Regions from separate parts of the Sus scrofa genome. Here regions 1, 3, 4 and 5 are each linked to region 2. A link is a contact called in public HiChIP or PLAC-seq and promoter capture Hi-C data. All regions are on one chromosome and are shown on one strand. Each heading gives the region's core, a stretch centred on a gene start, on an enhancer-like site or on the middle of the called end of the contact. The rest is flanking DNA. Distances are from core to core; before and after follow the strand shown. Region 1 holds the start of ERCC1 (ERCC excision repair 1, endonuclease non-catalytic subunit). Region 2 holds the start of SNRPD2 (small nuclear ribonucleoprotein D2 polypeptide). Region 3 holds the start of IRF2BP1 (interferon regulatory factor 2-binding protein 1). Region 4 holds the start of VASP (vasodilator-stimulated phosphoprotein). Region 5 holds the start of FOSB (protein fosB).

Region 1 (3,511 bases), core at 759-3,258, 240 kb after region 2:
GTGTATGTGGGAATTTGGCTCATGATAAAGGTGGAATCTCAAAATTGGGAGCAGAACTGACTCTTAAAATAAATAGTATTGGGGAAGTTCCTTGGTGGCCTAGCGGTTAAAGGATGTGGTGTTGTCTTTCCTGTGTGGGTTTGATCCCTGGCCCAAGCTTCTGCTTGCCATAGGCAAGACCAAAAATAAAATAAAATAGAATAGAATAAACTAAAAGGCTCATATGGATTAAAGATAGAAACAAAATCAAAACTAGTAAAGTATTAAAAGTAATAATTGACTTTATTTATGAACTTGAGGTATGCAGAGTCTCTTAAACACACCAAAAGTGAGTCAGGATGGAAGAGATTGATAAATAGGTGCAAATAAACACTAAGAACTTCTTTTTTTGCTTTTTAGGGCCGCACCCTGCAGCATATGAAGCTTCCCAGGCTGGGAGTCGAATCAGAGCTACAGCTGCTGGCTTCCGCCACAGCCACAGCAACGCTGGATCTGAGCCTTGTCTGCGACCTACACCACAGCTCACAGCAACGCTAGATCCTTAACCCACTGAGCGAGGCCAGGGATCGAACCTGTGTCCTCATGAATGCGAGTCAGATTTGTTAACCACCGAGTCCCGATGGGAACTCTCAACACTAAGAACTTCTGTGTGACAAAGATAAATTATAAAATGCAAACCATAAGGATGCATTTGGAACATATGTAACTAACAATTAGAATTGGAATCTGTAAAGTACTCCTACAAATGAACAGTAATAAAAAAGGCATAAAACCCCATGAAAAAAATGGGCAAAGGATATGAGCAAGCAACTCACAGAAAACAAAGTGTTTAAGACCAATAAACTCACAAAAAAGTGTTCTCTCTTCTTAGTAATGAGAGAGTTGCTAGTTAGAACAGCGTGATACTATCCTTTCAGGAAATGACTAATACTAACTCATCAACCAGGTCTCTGCCCAGATGTCCTTTCCTCTAGGAAGCTCTTCCTGGCGTTCTGGCTGGGTTACGTGACCCCCTCGCCACCTCCTCCCTGGCCCTCTGGGGTCTCCTATCTCAGCCCTGCCCACCCTGGTTTGTCGCGGTTTGGGAACAGGTCTGCCCCTAAAAATGCGTTGTAAGCTCCAGGAGGGCAGAGCGGAGCTAACGTTATGATGGGTCACCGATGTGTCGCTAGCACTGCCTCACACATGGCTGGGAACAGGAAGGCCCTCCAGGAATATGTGTGGAATAAGGGAATGAATGAAGGGGGAAACAGGTCAAGTCAATGACAAAGCTGGGATTCAAACCCAAGTCTGTCCTGAGAGAGGAACCTAGTGTGGTTGATAGCCCGCCATCTCTTCTTCGCTAAGCCCTGTCCAGAGTCCGGGCACACAAGAAGCGTTCAATAAGGGCACTGAAAGCAAACTGCTTGGCATCGAGAGATGCTCAGACCCAGAGGCAGTGGGCTCTCTCCAACCCCAAACTCAGCAGTCCTCCAAAACCATAGAGAGCTGCGCGGGGAACGCCCCTCTCGATGCTCTCACCCTTAGGGGAACGTTGGGAGTTGGCTGGAGGGCTAGAGAGGCCGGAAGTGCAGCGAGCCCGGGGCCGCGCTGGCCGCGCCGGCGGTGGGACGCCTCGATCTCCCTCCAGTCTTCCCAATGCTCAGGGCCTAGGAGGTGAGTCCTCGGGGTGCTGCGACCACAGGACTGGGGCTAGAGGTGCGGCGGGTGGAGATAGCCTGTGGCGAGTGGCAGCCGCAGAAGCCAATCAGCCGTTTCAGTGGCTGAGTGATGGAGGAGATGGGGCGAGGGGAGGGCATCCAGGTGCGAGCCTTGAGGGGGCAGGGCGGTCGGAGGGTCGGGGACAGTGTGGTCGCACCTGGCAAACGGAAGGCGGAGAACCGTGAGGGCGGGGCGAATAAAAAAGTAGGGGCTCTGAGGCGCGAGGCAAACGGAAAGAGAGGCTCCGTAAGGGGCGGGGCGAGCCGGAGGTGGTGGGTGGATCGATGGGGCGGGGCCTTCGAGATACTGCGCGCAAGGTGTCTGGAGCTGGACCGTATGGACTCCTGGGATTTCGGAGTGGGGATGGCTGTGACTGGGTGTTCCTCCCGGGGTGATGGGAATGCCGATCTCGTACTTGCTGCCGATGCTACGCCTTCATTTTCAGACCCCAGAAGGACCTTGCGATGGACGAAGAGGGAGGCCAGAAGCCGGCTGCCTCACCCACAAGGAAGAAATTCGTCATACCACTGGACGAGGATGAAGTCCCTCCTCCTGGGGTAGGACTAGGAGATGAAGGGACTGCTAGGAGGCTTGGAGGGGGGCGGTCTGCGGAGAAAGGGGGACAGGATGGGGCCTTTGGGACCACAGTGTGGGTTAGAAAGTGTTGGGGCCTGGGTCACCTTGAGAAAACAGTCCTTTGCCCTCTGCAAGTCTCATTTTCTCTACCTGTAAAATGTCATGGTCAGGAGCGCTAAGGCAGAGGCCACAAACTGGCAGCTGGGCAATAGTCCTGCGATATGGTTTATGCAGCCAGCACCCTGGTTCTGCAAGGCATGAATTCATTGCTGATATTTAAGAATTGGAGGAGTTCCTGTCGTGGCTCAGTGGTTAGCGAATCCGACTAGGAACCATGAGGTTGTGGGTTTGATCCCTAGCCTTGCTCTGTGTGTTAAGGATCTGACGCTGCCATGAGCTGTGGTGTAGAGGTTGCAGACGTGGCTCGGATCCCGCGTTGCTGTGGCTGTGGTGTAGGCTGGCAGCTATAGCTCCGATTCGCCCCCTAGCCTGGGAACCTCCATATGCCACCGGAGTGGCCCTAGAAATGGCAAAAAGACAAAAAAAAAAAAAAAAAAAAAGAATTGGAAGGTTCGGAGTTCCCGCTGTGGCGCAGGGGGTTAAGAACAGGACGGCAGCAGCTAGGGTCGTTTTGGAGGTGCGGGTTGGATCCCAGACTGGATGCAGTGGGTGAAAGGAATTTCGCATTACTGCAGCTTTGGCTCAGATTCAGTCCCTGGCCTGGAAACTTCCATATAAAGTGGCTGCGGCCATTAAAAAAAAAAAAAAGAATAATTGAAAGTTTTTTTTTTTTAAAGTCTGCACCTTTGAGGAGTTCCTGTTGTGGCGCAGTGGAAATGAATCCGATTAGGAACCATGAGGTTGCAGGTTTGATCCCTGGCCTCACTCAGTGGGTTAAGGATCCCACGTTGCTGTGAGCTGTGGTGTAGGTCACAAATGCGGCTCAGATCTGGTGTTGCTGTGTCTGTGGTGTAGGCCAGCAGCAACAGCTTCGGTTCGACCTCTAGCCTGGGAACCTCCATATGCAGCGGGTGTGGCCCTAAAAAGACAAAAGACAAAAAATAAAATAAAAAAAGTAAAGTCTGGACCTTTGACCTCTTTTGGTAAATAAAGGATCTCATTCCCACAGCTAAGTACTGGCTGCTACCTATGTGCAATAAAGAAAAAGAAGGTAGGCTAAGGATATAGGGTGTGATGGGGAGAAGAGCTACCTTGAAACAGTCAAGGGAGGGCT
Region 2 (3,429 bases), core at 310-2,809:
ACAACCAGCAGGGGGCGCAGATAAGTGTGCCAGAGACGGTGCGGGTCCAGTCGCCCCACCACCCTCCGAAGCCCGGCTTCGGGGAGGCTTCCGAGCCCCGGACCCTTGGGAAAGAGGTGGGAAAGAGAAGAGCAGAGCGTGAAAAGCACCCTCATTTCAACTCTACCCCGGGGGCTGTCATCCCTAAAAAGCCCCGGCTCCTCTTCCTAATGGCAGATTCCAGCATCAGAGGTTTCTAGGATAAATCCTAGACTCGGGAAAGTCTACCCAAGCCCATCCGGTATAGCCCACCGCAATCCTGATGGGAGAAATCGAAGCCCAACGAGAGGAAGAGACTTCCAAACAGCTGACTTTAGGATTAGAACCCAGAACTCCCAGGCTTACTACTCCAGACCCTTCCTCTTACGGTGCAACCGCTATTATAGAAAAAGCCCGAAGCCTCATTGCATTGGAAAGGGGCATGCGCTCTAACGACGAAGATCGCGGCACCTGCGGCTAGGGCCCCACGATAACGATAAAGCCACGTCAACCTGAGACTTTGAGGAGGGGGAGGCGGGGAATAAGGGCTCCCCTGTCCCCGTCCGGCCTCACCCGCATCTCCCGGCCCAGAGGCAGCTCCTCAGTCTGGCGGTGCCAGCCGCTCCAAATGGTATAGAACACCGAGGCCACCGCCAGCGCCAGCAACAGCAGGGGCAACAGCTGCGCCCGCGGTAGCAGGCGGCGCTTGGGCGGTGAGGGTGGCTCCAAAAGGCCGCGTTCCCCAAGCCGTAGCCGGGGCCGCCCGCGGCCCCCTGAACGCATGGCAGCTTCGCCCTGAAACCGGTCGGGGACTGCGGATGGAGTTTAGGCCAGCCAAGTCCCACCCCATGGAATCACCGGACCAATAAGCAACAAGAGCGGCTGCACCAACCCACCCTTCAGCAAGCAGTAAAGCCAATGGGGACTTTCGTACTGAGGACACGCCTCCCTGTCTCCCTGAAGCTTAAGGGTTGGTTCCCCTGAGGGTTGCACAACCCAAAAGGGAGCGCGAAAGAGGTAGGCACCGCCTCAGCGGAAGAGGGGAAGCCAATGAGAAGCATTTGATCCTAGAAAACAGCCGACCTCCTGGGCGCGGGTCCACGCCCCTCCCGGATGTAAGCAAAGGATTGGTTATTCCAAGTCCAAAGGATTAACAAACACATAAACGGACGGTCCCCTAAGTAGAAGAGGAGGTATCCATCCCTGAAGCGAGGAGCCGATTGGCTTCGTGGATGCCGCGCCCCCGAAGGCAGGGCCGGCGGGCATTTGGAAATGGCTTGTCCTTTCCCTCCTTCAACCTGTGCGGTTCTACAACGAAATGGTTTGAATAAGTCCTGCTTTCTCTTCCTCTCCATCGTCAATATCTGCCCGGTACAGTCCTGAATGGCCTCAAAGTAGTACGTAAGAGTTTTACCCTACAGCCGCCTGTGGCGAGCAGAGATCGCTATGGCAACAGGCCACGCCCCACCCACTAGCTGTGTTTGCGCAAGCGCCCACGGAAGTGGGCCTCAGGAAGCGGAAGTCCCGCCCTTCTCGCTCCTTTCAGAGGGCGAAGAAGCAACGCGGAGACGGTGGTGACTGGAGTGCGCGGTCGCGACAACTACTGCCACCGCCATGTGAGGCCGGGCTAGGCTTAGGTGGCAGGAGTGGGTTGAGGGTGTAAATCTGGCCACTTGCCGGTGGAAGGGGGTGGGCAGAGCCTGGGGCGGAAGCAAACATTTTCGGGGTAAAGTGGCGTACGTTACCGATGAGTTTGAGAACAGATGTGGGGCCTTTTTCGGATCCTGACTTTAGGAGCAGGAGCAGCTTTATCAGATAACGGGCTGGGCTTTCCCAAATAATTAGTCTTACTGAAGCGAATGTTAAGGGGAAGCGATGTACGAAAATGGAACCTGGGAGAGGGGAGTACGGACATGTGGGGAAGAACGATTTGAAGTGAGGATCTTATCAGGGTAATTTGAGCTGGAGACGGTTAGCCTTTTGACCTTATTCGTCGTTATCATGGGTCTCGAGTTATCGGAAGGATTTTACTTACGTATTCATGCAACAATTATTTATTGAGTGTTCATATGTCAGGCTTCTTTAGACACAGAATATGTTAGTGAATTACCCCACTCCCCCAAGGGAAAAAATTCCATTTTGCATTTTATGGGTTGGGTTGAGCCAGGCAATAAATGTAAAGGTAAAATATATGGTGTGTTAGGTGACCGGGGCTATGAATGAAGAAACAGTAGAGCAGGGTAAAACAATGTGGAATGCCAGTTTTGAGAGACAGGACACATGAAGAAGGGAGCAACTGGAGCAGAAAGCTGGAGAAAGTGAGCGCACAAAGATATTTAGGGACGTATCCAGGTAAAGGGGGAAAAGCAAATGCAGAAGCCTAAGAAGAAAGTTGCTGAAAATCTTCCAAGACACCCCTCTGGATGGAACGGAGTGAGAGAAGGCAGCGGATAAAGGGTTTTTACTTTCTACATTGAGATAGGAGCCTCAAGAGAGTTTCGCAGAGTGAGATGATATGACTTGGACCTTGGCACCAACCAGAGACTGCTCTGTGAAGAGCAAACTTGGAGAGCATGGGTGGAGGTAGGGAGACCATTACGGCTCTAGGAGAGAGTCGATGGAGGTTAAGCCATGGTGAGAAGTGGTCAGATTCCGATATATTTGAGAGGCAGGGATGATGGGATTTGCCAGCAGATTGAATGTAGGATGTGAGAGTAAGAAGAGTCAAGTTGACGTTAGAGGTTTTGCTCAAAGACATAGCAAGATGGAGTTGCCATGGATGGAGACGAAGGCAGCTGTAGGTAGATTAAGTTTGGGGGTACCGCGGGGCCTGGTGTTCAGCCTAGGACGTGCAAGCTTGGAACTGTCTATTAGGCAGCTGTGTGGTGATGCTAAGAGAGAGGACTGAGCCGGAGGGTGGGTGTGTTGGGGAGACAGTGAGCGAGAGGGCATGACCACCCAGGCTCTGGCTCCAGGCCCTGTCACCTATGAGTTCCATACTTGCCCACTCAGGAGCCTCCTCAACAAGCCCAAGAGTGAGATGACGCCAGAGGAGCTGCAGAAGCGGGAGGAGGAGGAGTTTAACACGGGGCCGCTGTCCGTGCTCACACAGTCGGTCAAGAACAACACCCAAGTGCTCATCAACTGCCGCAACAACAAGAAGCTCCTGGGCCGCGTGAAGGCCTTTGACAGGTGAGCACCTGGGTCTGGGGAGGTGGTCTGTCCTGGCCTGGAGAAGCAGTCCCAGCTCTAGTCTGAGGAGCCTGGATTCTAGGTTTCTTAGAAGCCTGGGGCATAAGCGTCTGAAGGTGGGGTTCCTGTCATGTCTCAGTGGTTAACGAACCCAACCAGTATCCATGAGGACACAGGTTCGATCCTTGGCCTTCCTCAGTGGGTTAAGGATCCGGCATT
Region 3 (3,330 bases), core at 794-3,293, 160 kb before region 2:
GCATAAAGATTTAGGAGTCGTGGAGTTACTTTTGTGGCTCAGTGGGTTGAGAACCCGACTGGTATCCATGAGGATGCAGGTACCATCCGTGGCCCACTCAGTGGGTTAAGGATCCGGCGTCGCCACAAGCTGTAGCTAGGTAGCAGATGGGGCTTGGATCTAGCGTTGCTGTGGCTGTGGCCTAGCTTGGCAGCTGCAGTTCGGATTTGACCCCTGGCCTGGGAACTTATATATGCCACAAGTGGGGCCCAAAAAATAAAACAAACGATGTAGGAGCCTCTACTTCCTACAGCTACAGTCTGTTCATCCTTCAGGTCACAGCTCAAATATCACCTCCTCAGGAAAGCCTTTCCTGACACTCCTTAACCCCCCAGCAGTTATAAAAGAAATGCGTATGAATAATCCTTTAAGTAAATTTAAATTGAATGATTGCCTCCATTAGCAGAAAGAGTCTTGTCAGGACATGGCCTGAGCCTGGCTTAGCCACTGCTGTGTCCTCAGCATCGCCCAACGTAGAGTGTGAATCTTTGAAGTAATGGGAACTTAGAGACAACTCACATTTATAGTATTCCTTTTCTGGGCCAGGCACCAAGCTAAGCATTTATATGCATGTTTGCATTTTAACCTGAAGGTACTCGATGAAAAGCAGATTCTACGGGGTCTTCATTTTTTTCCTGAGAAGTTTAGAGACTTGCCCTAAATTTGTCCGGTGACAATCCAGTTCATCTCAAGGCAGCATCTGGCCAAAACTCCTTACTCCCACTACTGTTAACTAAAGCTGGTTAAGGATCCAGGGTTATCACTGCAGTAGCTTGGGTCACTGCTATGGCACCAGTTCCATCCCTAGCCTCCATATGCCACAGGAAGCAGCCCTAGAGAAAGCAAAAAGACCAAAAAAAAAAAAAAAAAAAAAAAAAAAAAAAAAAGGCCCAAAGACAATTTTAGGAGATACATGGATGGCCTTTTTAATGGCTCTATATGTACACAGGTTTTTTTTGTTGTTCGTTTATTTATTTTTTGCTTTTTTTTTTTTTTTTAAAGGCCGCACCTGCAACATGTGGAAGTTCCCAGGCTAGGGGTCAAATCAGAGGTGCAGCTACTGCCCTATGCCGCAACAACGCCAGATTGGAGCCCCATCTGCAACCTATGCTGCAACTTGTGGCAATGCCGGATCTTTAACCCTCTGAGCCTGGCTAGGGATCGAACTGGCATCCTTATGAATACTAGTCGGGTTTGTTACTGTTGAGCCACGACAGGAACTCCATATATACGTAATTTTAACTTATTTTATAAAAATGTGTACAGCACACACAAAAAAGTATAGTACATAAAACCCATGATTATGGGAGTTCCCGTCGTGGCGCAGTGGTTGACGAATCCGACTAGGAACCATAAGGTTGCGGGTTCGATCCCTGCCCTTGCTCAGTGGGTTAATGATCCGGCGTTGCCGTGAGCTGTGGTGTAGGTTGCAGACGCAGCTCCGATCCCGCGTTGCTGTGGCTCTGGCGTAGGCTGGTGGCTATGGCTCCGATTCGACCCCTAGCCTGGGAACCTCCATATGCCACGGGAGTGGCCCAAGAAATAGCAAAAAGACCAAAAAAAAAAAAAAAAAAAAATCCAACCCATGATTATGCACATACTGCTTAGGATGGAGCAGAAATAAACTTCTTTTTCTCGGGAATCAACTTCAAGAAAAATGTCAAAATAATACAAGTCGTGAACAAAATTGTGAAGCTGAGACTGCAAATCAGACCTGCTATGGTTGCAGTGGAATAAGGGAGAGTTGGCAGGTATTCCCTGATTAGTTTGAAAACCACTAATGAGTGCAACTCACAAATAATTCAAAATATTTTTGAGCGCTTAACAGGAACCTAGGCCTAAAGAGGGGAAGAGGCTGACGTGGGTTAGAGTCTGGAGACCCTTCTCCACCCTCCACATACCCACGCTTCCAAGCCTGCCCTGCGGGGTGCGGTCGCCAGGAAGAAAACACGGGGGTCCCCATAGCCTGCATAGGCCTAGATGGTAGTAAGCAATCAGGGTTGGAGAAGGGTGGTCTAGCTCTTGTTCTCCCCAGAAACTAAGCACCCCCCACCCCCAACTTTGCCATCCCTGCCCTCCTTCCCTTCCTCAACATTAATGAGCCATACAGGGTGAGGGTCCTTTCAATTTGGTGCTGGGAAAACATGGAAACACCTTCCATAAATTGCGCGCGCGCTGGGGGGGGGGGGGGGGACTGTAAGGACAGACAGCGGGAATCGGGAAGGCCTCCCCCAACCTTCCAGACTGCGGAAGTGCGTCAGCTTGTTGGCCCCGCAGGGCATTTTGGGAATTGTAGTGAAGTTGGGAGGGGGGCGGTGACACTGACGGTGTAACCCTTTGGAGACCAGAGCGCTTTGGCAGGGCTGGAACAGAATTGGGGGCGCCCCACCACTCCCTTCAGCAGATAAGGCAGCTGAGGCTGGCAACTTCAGTTCTCTCCTTTCTCCGGATGTTGCTGGCTCCAATCAGAGGCTGCCATTCAAGATTTGGGGCAAGAAGAAGTGCCAAGTGAACAGCCCTGCCCAACGCTTAAGTTGCCTGCTTCCCGTCCCCCTGTCCTGAAACCTTCCAATCAAGACCCCTCCGCCCCGCCCCAGGAGCGACTGCCTCCGTAGCCAGTCATTGGCCCACCTTTGAAGGGCGGGAATTGAGCTTCAGAGAAGGCAAGATTTTTGCCTAAAGCCGCACAGCAAGTCGGAACAGAAGCTGGATGCCCGGAAGCCTGTCCACCTCCTACAATTTTTGAGTCCGTCGTGGCGCTCGCCATTTGTATCACATCCCTGTTTCCAACCCTTGTGCTCGAAATGCTCGGAGCAAGCCAAACTCCCTGCCCCGCGGCGACGAGTGGTAAAGGTCGCGCAGCGGCGAGCCCGCGCCGTCCTCTGCTGCCTGCCGTCCCCTTTAAGAGCCGGCCCCGGCGGGACTACGTTTCCCAGAAGGCTTTGCCGGCGCGTTATGTAACTTTCCCTGCGAAACGGCCTCTGGGGCAGAAGGAGGTGGAGGCGGCGGTGGCAGCCGTTGGAGCGGAGGTGGCGGGAGCGGCGGGAGCCCGAGGCGGCGGCGCTCGCGGCCCATCGCGGGGCCCGAGCTGTGCGCCTCGGCCCGGAGCCCGGAGCAGGCTGGGGCGCCGACGTACCTTTGCCTGCCTTTTCGAGGAGGCGGGAGTGAGGAAAAAGGCTTAGGGCCCGGGGGGCGGGGAAGGGGGGCCGGGCCTGGATCCGCGGGGAGGCCGAGCCAGAGGCCCGACTGTGGCTCGCGCGGTCCTGGGGACACAAATCGAACGTCGGCAGT
Region 4 (3,542 bases), core at 399-2,898, 170 kb after region 2:
CACCATGTAAAGAGGGACCCCGAAAGCCAAGATCTTCGTTTCAATCTCTCTTCCAGGTCCCAGGGACCTCCAAACTGGCCCCCCCATAATCTCTCCTGGGGCCGGCTAAGATTTGGGGGGAGTCTGAGCCCTGCCTAAATCCCAGCCTCCCGGCCGGGAGTACCTAACAACTTAGAAGTCCTCCGAAAAAGTCTTTTAAAAATTCGGGAGTCCTCGGAGCGCCCCCAAATCTGAGGGCTCCCGGGAGAACCTCACCGGCACCACCCGGAGCCTTGGGAATCAAGGGAAAGTGATCAATATTTGGAGCCCGTCCAAGGGGGATCGGCCTCAAATTCGAGGCTCCCAGTGCCCTGTCCCTAAATTCCAGCCCGGAGCAAGCTGGGGGGAGGGGGACAAAGGCGGGGCGGGATCCCGCGCCGGGCAGGGAAGGGTCTAGAGGCAGTTCGAGGCTCACCTCATGGCTGCTCGGCTGGCGGGCGGAGCGCCCACGGGGTAGGTGCTCCCGGGGCGCCCCTGGCTCGAGGTTCAGGGGTTCGGGGCTGGCTCCAGGTTCTGCTCAGTCTCCCCCAGGGTCCCGCCCCATAGAGTCCGGCTTCCTGGGGGGAACGTGGACAGGGCCGGCGCGGATCCTCAGGCGCCTCCTCCCTTTGGGGAGCTGATCCGGGGTCCTTGCGGCAGAAAGGGGGTGCGGCGTCCCCTCCCCGGCGCGCCCCCTCAGCTGGCGGCGGCTACAATGTTACTCTTACTACTGTACTTCTCTTCGCTACATTTCGTTCCAAAATTCCACTCCCCGCACCCACAATGCCCTGCGCCTTAAAGGGGCCGCGGACACCTCCAGGCTGTGGGATTGGAGGGTGGAGGGTGCTTAAAAGGGCAACGCGGAACCTTAGACTTCCGCTATTTCCCTCTTCCCCAACGTTATTGCACAGCGATGCACTCTGGGGAGTCACCCCCAAATTAGGGGGGCAAGCTTGTTGGGGGGGAAGGGATCCTTCCTTCATCCTTAGTTCTCTCTCATGATAGAAATTCTCTGGGGACTCTCAGTGGGGGCACAATCTCTTCTCACCCTCCCCATCGACTTCTCCATTTCTTTACATTCTACTCAGTGTGGGGGGCGAGAAGGACCCTCTGGTTAAGCATAGATTCAAATTTTCTCCCTTAAATCCTACCTTCGGACCTCCCCCAACGTCTCTCTCCTCCGCCCGTTTATGAAGCTCTACTAAGGGGTGCACCCCCCCCTCCGAGGAGGGGGATGGGTGAGGAGGGGCCCCACCTCCTTCGTTGCCGCCCCCCCCACCGCGCCCGCCCAGGGAAGGTGAGGAGGAAGTGGGCCGAGGGGGCGCGGCTGGCCGCTGACTCACAGCCGCAGGGTGTGGGGGGGGGCGGGGGGAGGGGAGGTGCGGTGCAGGACCTGAGTGGGAATGGGACTCCTGGTCCCGCTGCGAATAAGGCCCACGACCCCCTCCCCACGCACTCCCCGCCGTGACTCAGTTTCGTCGGCGGATGATGGCGGGATCATCCAACAATCCGAGGACACGGAGGTGGGGGGACTCTCCCTAGCGCCTGATCCCGCGAGCCCCCACCCCCACGCGCCAGCTTGGGGCTGAGTCCCTACACCCTTCCCGGGCGTCCGCAGCGGGTCCCTCAGGCTCCGCCCCACGTGACGTCACCAACACGGTCATGCCCCTCCCGTAGAGCGCCACCTGGCCTGGGTTAGATGCCCTAGGCTGGTGTGGGAGCCTGGGAAATCATCAGTTCCACTTTTCGAAATGGGTAAACTGAGGTCTGGAGGCAGGTTGTAAGTATGGGCTCAGCATTCTTGCCTGAGCCTCCTAAAACTCCACTGGTGCCTGGGTGCAAGGTATGCGTGTAAAACAAACAGCTCAGGGCAGAGCCGAGGAGGTGAGGAAGTTAACCTTCCCAGCCTTTTTCCAAGCTGAATCTGCTGCCTGGGTGCCGTCCTGACCTTCACGTCATTTCTAGGCTGTGCTCTGTCGTTAAACCTTCTCTGAAGAATGGAGTGATCCTCTTCCCTTTTCCACTTCACTCTGGGAGACCTTGAACCCCGATCTACGGTAGGATACAGTTGTTTTGGTGTGTTTCCTCAGGCTGTGGGTTCTTTGTGGACAGAGGCAAACTTGATGGCTTTCTGGGTCTTACTAACCCAGCAAAGCAGCTCAACACACATGTACCCAACTGCATGAGAACCCCAGTTCTGTGTGACCGCCGGCAAGTCCTTTCTCTTTTCTAGGTCTCAGCTTTCCCATCTGTGAAATGGAAGGGGTGTCACTTCTGTGTGGCCACCTGGACTAGAGTCAGCAAACTTTTTTTTTTCTTTTTTCATTTCTGGCCCAGGCAGCAGCATGAGGAAGTTTCCAGGCCAGGGATTGAAGCTAAGCCACAGCAGTAACCAGAGCCACAGCAATGATAGCGCTGGGTCCTTAACCCACTAAGCCGCCAGGGAACTCAGCAACCTTTTTCTATAATCATCCAAATAGTATATATTTTAGGCATATTAGGCATAAGCTCTCTTTTGCATCTTCTTTTTTGAAAAACAACACTTTAAAAATGTAAAAACCATTCTTAGCTCAGGTGCTATACAAAACAGATAGCAAGACCCCTTACTCCAGAGAAACTCCTGCATATGCACACAGGAGCTCAATCAAGGATCTATCTGACAGCACTGATGTAAGGGCAAGAAAATTGGAAAGAGCCAAAATGCCCATCAAGAAGGTGATGGATAGCGAGTAAGGTGCCTAAGTGGCATGAAAGATGTCTTTAACACACTATTGAGTAAAAAAACCAAATTGCCAAGTGATACATAGGGTATGAAAAATATCTAGGCAACACCGCAGGTACCGTATACATGTGCGTACATGCCCAATAGAAGATCTGGAAAAATCTACTCCAGACTCACTGCAGTGGTTACCAATAGGACAGAGCATGGGATTGTGGCAGGTTTGATGGTCATAATCTCAAGCCTCATCTTGAAAATGCCAAGTTTAGTCTTGCCACTAAGCTTTCACAATGGCTGTTTCTTCTGCCTTGGGACACTCTTCTCTAGGGTTTTTGCATGGCTGTCTAGTTCCTGCTCAGCTTTCCCCTCCTTAGCGGTCTCACCTGATGTCCCTTGTCTAAAGCAATCATGCCCAGGTGGGAAAAAAAGTTGTTTTTTTTTTCTTTTTAGGGCCACATCTGCAGCATATGGAAGTTCCCAGGCAAGGGGTTGAATCAGAGCTACAGCTGCCAACCTAAGCCACAGCCACAGCCACACTGGATCTGAGCCTCATCTGTGACCTACACCACAGCTCATGGCAATGTCAGGTCCTTAACCCACTGAGGGAGACCAGAGATTGAACCTGCATCCTCATGAATACTTCATGTTCTTAACCTGCTGAGCTAACATGGAAACTCCCCCCAGGTGGAAAATTGAGTGGCTATGGGGCAGGGGATGGAAGAAAGACTTTTTATTGAGCCATTTTGTGTCCTTTGAATTTCAAACCAAGTGAACTTCTTACCCATTGAAAAATTAATAACATTGT
Region 5 (3,721 bases), core at 1,141-3,640, 210 kb after region 2:
GGCGCCGAAGCACCACGGGTTCCGGGGACGAACTGGGGGAAGGAAACTGTACCCTACAAATAGGAAGGGAAAGTTGATTGGTCAAAGGACGCGCCGCAGCGGCCAATCGGAACGCCGGGCTGCCCCCTCCCTTAGCAACGTGGCCTGGCGTTCCAAAATAGAACGCGCCCGGGACGTCAGGGGCGGGGCGGACGAAGGGGGCGCCACGCGCCGTGCGTGCCCCGCGTCAGACGGAGGATTCCAGCGCGTCAGCCGTTACGCACGGGTCCCCCGTTACGTCTCCGCGCAGGAGGCGGAGGCAGCGCCACCGAGGTTTTGCGGCCCGCCTTCCCGCTGGGTCGAGGGTGACCCGGCGCCAGAGTAGGCGCTCGGATGGAGGAGGAAAAGGAAGGAGGCTACTGGAAGCTTCTCCGGGATTTCCCCCACCTGCCTGACCGCGCTAGCTTCAGGTTGGTGATGGAGTGGGGGGCAGCCCCGAAGCCGGCTAAAAGTTCTCAGCCCTGCTACCGCAAACACGTTGCACTGAACATTGCACTCTCCCCACCCCCAAAGCTTACCCCTCTGTATTCCCTTCCTACGCTCCACGCACACAACCAATTGCAAGTCCGGACTCTGCAGTTTGCAGAGTGCTCCGCGAAGCTATTCCCTCTCCGATCTTAGGTTTTGACGCGTCCTTATCTGGGGAAAGGGAATTGATTGCCCCCTCCACCCTTGACTTCAAAAAATTTGTAAACCACAAAGCAGCACCTCAGCCCTCCAGAACTTACCTGAGAGGCGGCGGCGGTGGGTGGACTGCCGAAGGAGTCCACCGAAGACAGATACTGAGACTCGGCGGAGGGTGAAGAGCTGCACCGGGAGCCGGAGTCGTAGTCTCCGGGGAAAGCTTGAAACATTTCCCTGGGCACAGGGGGGCCCCTGTGACCACGCTGAGGTCGCCGGGAAGCCAAGGCTATGGCCGGGTGGGGGAAGAAAGGTGCGAGTCCGGGGTGAGCCGAGCGCGTCCCCCAAGTGCGCTGTCCGGGGAAACTCGAGGTGAGAGCAGCGTCCCGCTCCAACAATGGCAAAGTTTCTGTGTAATTCCTTTGCGGTGCCCAGGCCCCCACAAGATGCCGCTGTGCCTCCTGAAAGTCCCGGCTCCGTAGGACCAAGGGGCGATGGGGGATCGCTCCCCCAGGGGTGGAAAGCTCAGTCCTGCTGTACAGAATCTGCTTCGGGAGTGGTCCCCTCCACGCGTCCGGCGGGTCCCACAAGGGGGAAGGGAGTAATAAAGAAGACGAAAAAAAGTAAGTAGATCCTCCAAAAGAAAATGTAGAATTATCTAGAAGAAGCCGTCCAAAAACTTTCCGGAAAAAAAATAATAAAGCGAATTTCACAGCCCCCAAGAAGAAGAACCACAACAATCAAGTCCCAGCTCCGTGTGTCCCTGCCTTGGCCGTAGCTCTCAGTCTTATGAATGAAGCCCAGAGCAGCCTGTATTTATATGCCCGGGGCCCGGCCCTCTGCTTACGTCACCTGTCCGGCACTTCACAAACTTCTCAATATCTCCGGCCCTGGGAGCCGAGCCCCGCACCGACCGGTAAGAGGTCTGCCCTAACTTCGATCTGATCACCTGTATCACCCTTGTTGCCCTGGGGGTCTTGGGGGCTGCGTTCTGGAGCACTCGGCGGGAGGGGATCCCGGCCTGGTCTCCCCAAAGTTCCTGTGACGCAATTAGCCATATAAGGAGCTCGGCGCGAGAGGCTGAGTGTTTGTTTGGTATCCTAGCAATTACGTCAGAGGGAATCCCTCGCTAGCTCGCGCTCGCCTCGCGCGCCTGCGGAACCCGCCCGCGCCTGCGCAGTGCGGCGCCGCCCTGGGGGCTGGTATTAATAGGCTATTAAGCTGGTCCTGGGTAGGACCCCGGCGGAGAAGACCCCAGACCCCAGCTGGGGGGCGGAGGTCCCCTTTCACTTCTGGCTGCCGCTCCCACTTGTGGTGGTGCGGCGCCCTCTCTCGGGAGGAAGGTCGGCTCTTTAAAGGGAGACCCAGGCTAGTGTCGTGTGGTCACATAGGCGGAGAAACTGAGTCCAGAGCTGAGAGGGAGGAGCTGTGATGCTCCAGGTGAAAGTGGAGGTGGGAGTGGAGTCCCGAGGCTCCTACCAGCTTGTGCCCCGACTGGTTGTTCGCGCTTGAAAAATGGATTTCCTTTCGGAGCTTCAGCTTCACTTTTCCCAGAGTGGGGGGCAAAGGATGTGTGTCTTGGACCCTGCCGCCAGTCCCGCCCCGCCAAGGTTCAGCATTTGGGAGATACGCGAGTTTGGAGGGGATGGGTAATGAAACTCAGGGCGAAGTGTCCCTGCTGCTGATGGTGTGATTAATCTCTCCTTTCTGCTTTATAATCCTGTCTGCAATCAGAAAGAATGGGGGGGCATAATAAATAATAGTAGTCATGATGCTAATAGGTGCCATGAATTACCAAACCAGCTCTGTATTAAGCCTTTCAATACAATATTTACAGTTCTTAAAACAGCTTTGCATGGGTAAGAGAAGAAAATCCTCATTTTATAAAAGAGAAAATGATAGAGAAGTTGCAGCTTGCCCAAGATCCCATCGCAAGAAATGCAAACCCAGAATTCCTATTCTCTTTCTGAGTTCTGAGAACTGCCTGGTTCAGTGAAACGCCCTGAAAAAAGCCTGGGTGTTGGGATTGTTTGAGTAACAGCTTCTACTGATAGAAGTTACAAGTCTTGCAAACCTACCCCTGTCCGCTCACAGTGTACACTGTTATAACGCAGGCTTAGAGGGGCAAATTGCTTACCTGGCCACCCAGTTTGGAAATGGGTTCAAGAGTCTAATTAGGGTATTTCAGACACCACAGCCTCCATCTCTTAGGCACCCGCCTGTACAGATCTCACCAGCTGCTTCATAAACCTGGGTTCCTGGCACTCCCCTCTCAGGGCACAGAGGGAGAAGCACTTTAAAACTGTGGAATTCCCACAGGCCCAGAGATGGGGAGGACCTGCCTCATCATCACATAGCAGGTCTGAAGCGGAGCAAGAGGGCTTGGGTGGTTCCTGACTCCTAGGACGTTTCGATTCCCTGTCCCAGTAGTGGGGAGGGGGGAGGGGGCTGCGGAAGGCCAAAGGGGCATGGGGGCAGCACAGGGAGGTTGAGTTTTCCAGACAAAAGCCCAGCCTCAAACACCTTGTTCCTCCACGCCCCCTCTGTCTGTCACCAGTCTGGGAGTAGGGACAGGGACGAGGAGATGACACAGCAACCACCAGCAGGCAGTGACTCGGCCCCAGCATCAGACAGGGAGTGACCCCTCGTTCCTGTGCCATCCAAGCCCCTCATCTCCTCTCCCACGGAATAAGGGAGACACACCAGTACCTACCCTGGCCGCCCGGAGGCCTTCACACCCTGGCCCAGGTGGCCCCTGCATCCCCACAGCAGCCAGCACGTACTCACAGGGTCACACCCAGGCATTCAGACATTCACCTCCAGGCAGCAACACACACACGGCCACATGGAGAAACAGATTCCACACACACACGCACACACACACCTTCATGTGGTTCCCAACACATGTGACACTATCCTCACTACAGATGCACATGGGTGCTCTTCATACACAATTACAAGAGTTAGTTCTTCCGAGCACTCATATTAACTTATTTAATTCTCACAACACTACTCTGAAGTAGGAACTATCATTTTTCAGGCAAGGAAACGGAGACCCAGA

The links. Promoter capture Hi-C pulls out the DNA fragments that hold promoters and counts their contacts. HiChIP or PLAC-seq counts read pairs in DNA pulled down with a chosen protein or histone mark.
Region 1: an H3K27ac HiChIP or PLAC-seq map of alveolar macrophages shows a contact between it and region 2. The contact joins the promoter of ERCC1 here to the promoter of SNRPD2 in region 2. A contact is called at or near these places in 1 of 47 Hi-C or Micro-C datasets (blood) and 1 of 2 datasets of contacts at active chromatin or transcription factors (alveolar macrophages).
Region 3: a promoter capture Hi-C map of fetal liver shows a contact between it and region 2, with 2.3 times the contacts expected there. The contact joins the promoter of IRF2BP1 here to the promoter of SNRPD2 in region 2. A contact is called at or near these places in 2 of 5 promoter capture datasets (fetal liver and liver) and 1 of 47 Hi-C or Micro-C datasets (liver).
Region 4: a contact with region 2 is called in an H3K27ac HiChIP or PLAC-seq map of alveolar macrophages. The contact joins the promoter of VASP here to the promoter of SNRPD2 in region 2. A contact is called at or near these places in 1 of 5 promoter capture datasets (fetal skeletal muscle), 2 of 47 Hi-C or Micro-C datasets (embryonic fibroblasts and liver) and 1 of 2 datasets of contacts at active chromatin or transcription factors (alveolar macrophages).
Region 5: an H3K27ac HiChIP or PLAC-seq map of alveolar macrophages shows a contact between it and region 2. The contact joins the promoter of FOSB here to the promoter of SNRPD2 in region 2. A contact is called at or near these places in 1 of 47 Hi-C or Micro-C datasets (liver) and 1 of 2 datasets of contacts at active chromatin or transcription factors (alveolar macrophages).

The regions. Positions count from the first base shown.
Region 1 is chr6:51,797,055-51,800,565 of Sscrofa11.1, reverse strand. ERCC1 (ERCC excision repair 1, endonuclease non-catalytic subunit) reads left to right here and starts at 2,008. Exons shown (of 9, transcript NM_001159309.1): 1 at 2,008-2,258. The coding sequence starts at 2,166.
Region 2 is chr6:52,040,604-52,044,032 of Sscrofa11.1, reverse strand. It overlaps SNRPD2 (small nuclear ribonucleoprotein D2 polypeptide), which reads left to right and starts at 1,559. Exons shown (of 3, transcript NM_001243653.2): 1 at 1,559-1,634; 2 at 3,031-3,210. The coding sequence starts at 1,633. It overlaps QPCTL (glutaminyl-peptide cyclotransferase like), which reads right to left and starts at 831. Exons shown (of 7, transcript NM_001243636.1): 1 at 592-831; 2 at 1-104. The coding sequence starts at 801.
Region 3 is chr6:52,198,923-52,202,252 of Sscrofa11.1, reverse strand. It overlaps IRF2BP1 (interferon regulatory factor 2-binding protein 1), which reads left to right and starts at 2,043. Exons shown (of 1, transcript XM_003127228.4): 1 at 2,043-3,330.
Region 4 is chr6:51,870,916-51,874,457 of Sscrofa11.1, reverse strand. VASP (vasodilator-stimulated phosphoprotein) reads right to left here and starts at 1,648. Exons shown (of 13, transcript XM_021094561.1): 1 at 455-1,648. The coding sequence starts at 459. It overlaps LOC110261012 (a long non-coding RNA gene), which reads left to right. Exons shown (of 4, transcript XR_002344692.1): 2 at 1,984-2,075. It overlaps PPM1N (probable protein phosphatase 1N), which reads right to left. Exons shown (of 5, transcript XM_021094558.1): 5 at 3,312-3,542.
Region 5 is chr6:51,835,449-51,839,169 of Sscrofa11.1, reverse strand. FOSB (protein fosB) reads right to left here and starts at 2,390. Exons shown (of 5, transcript XM_021094557.1): 1 at 768-2,390. The coding sequence starts at 893.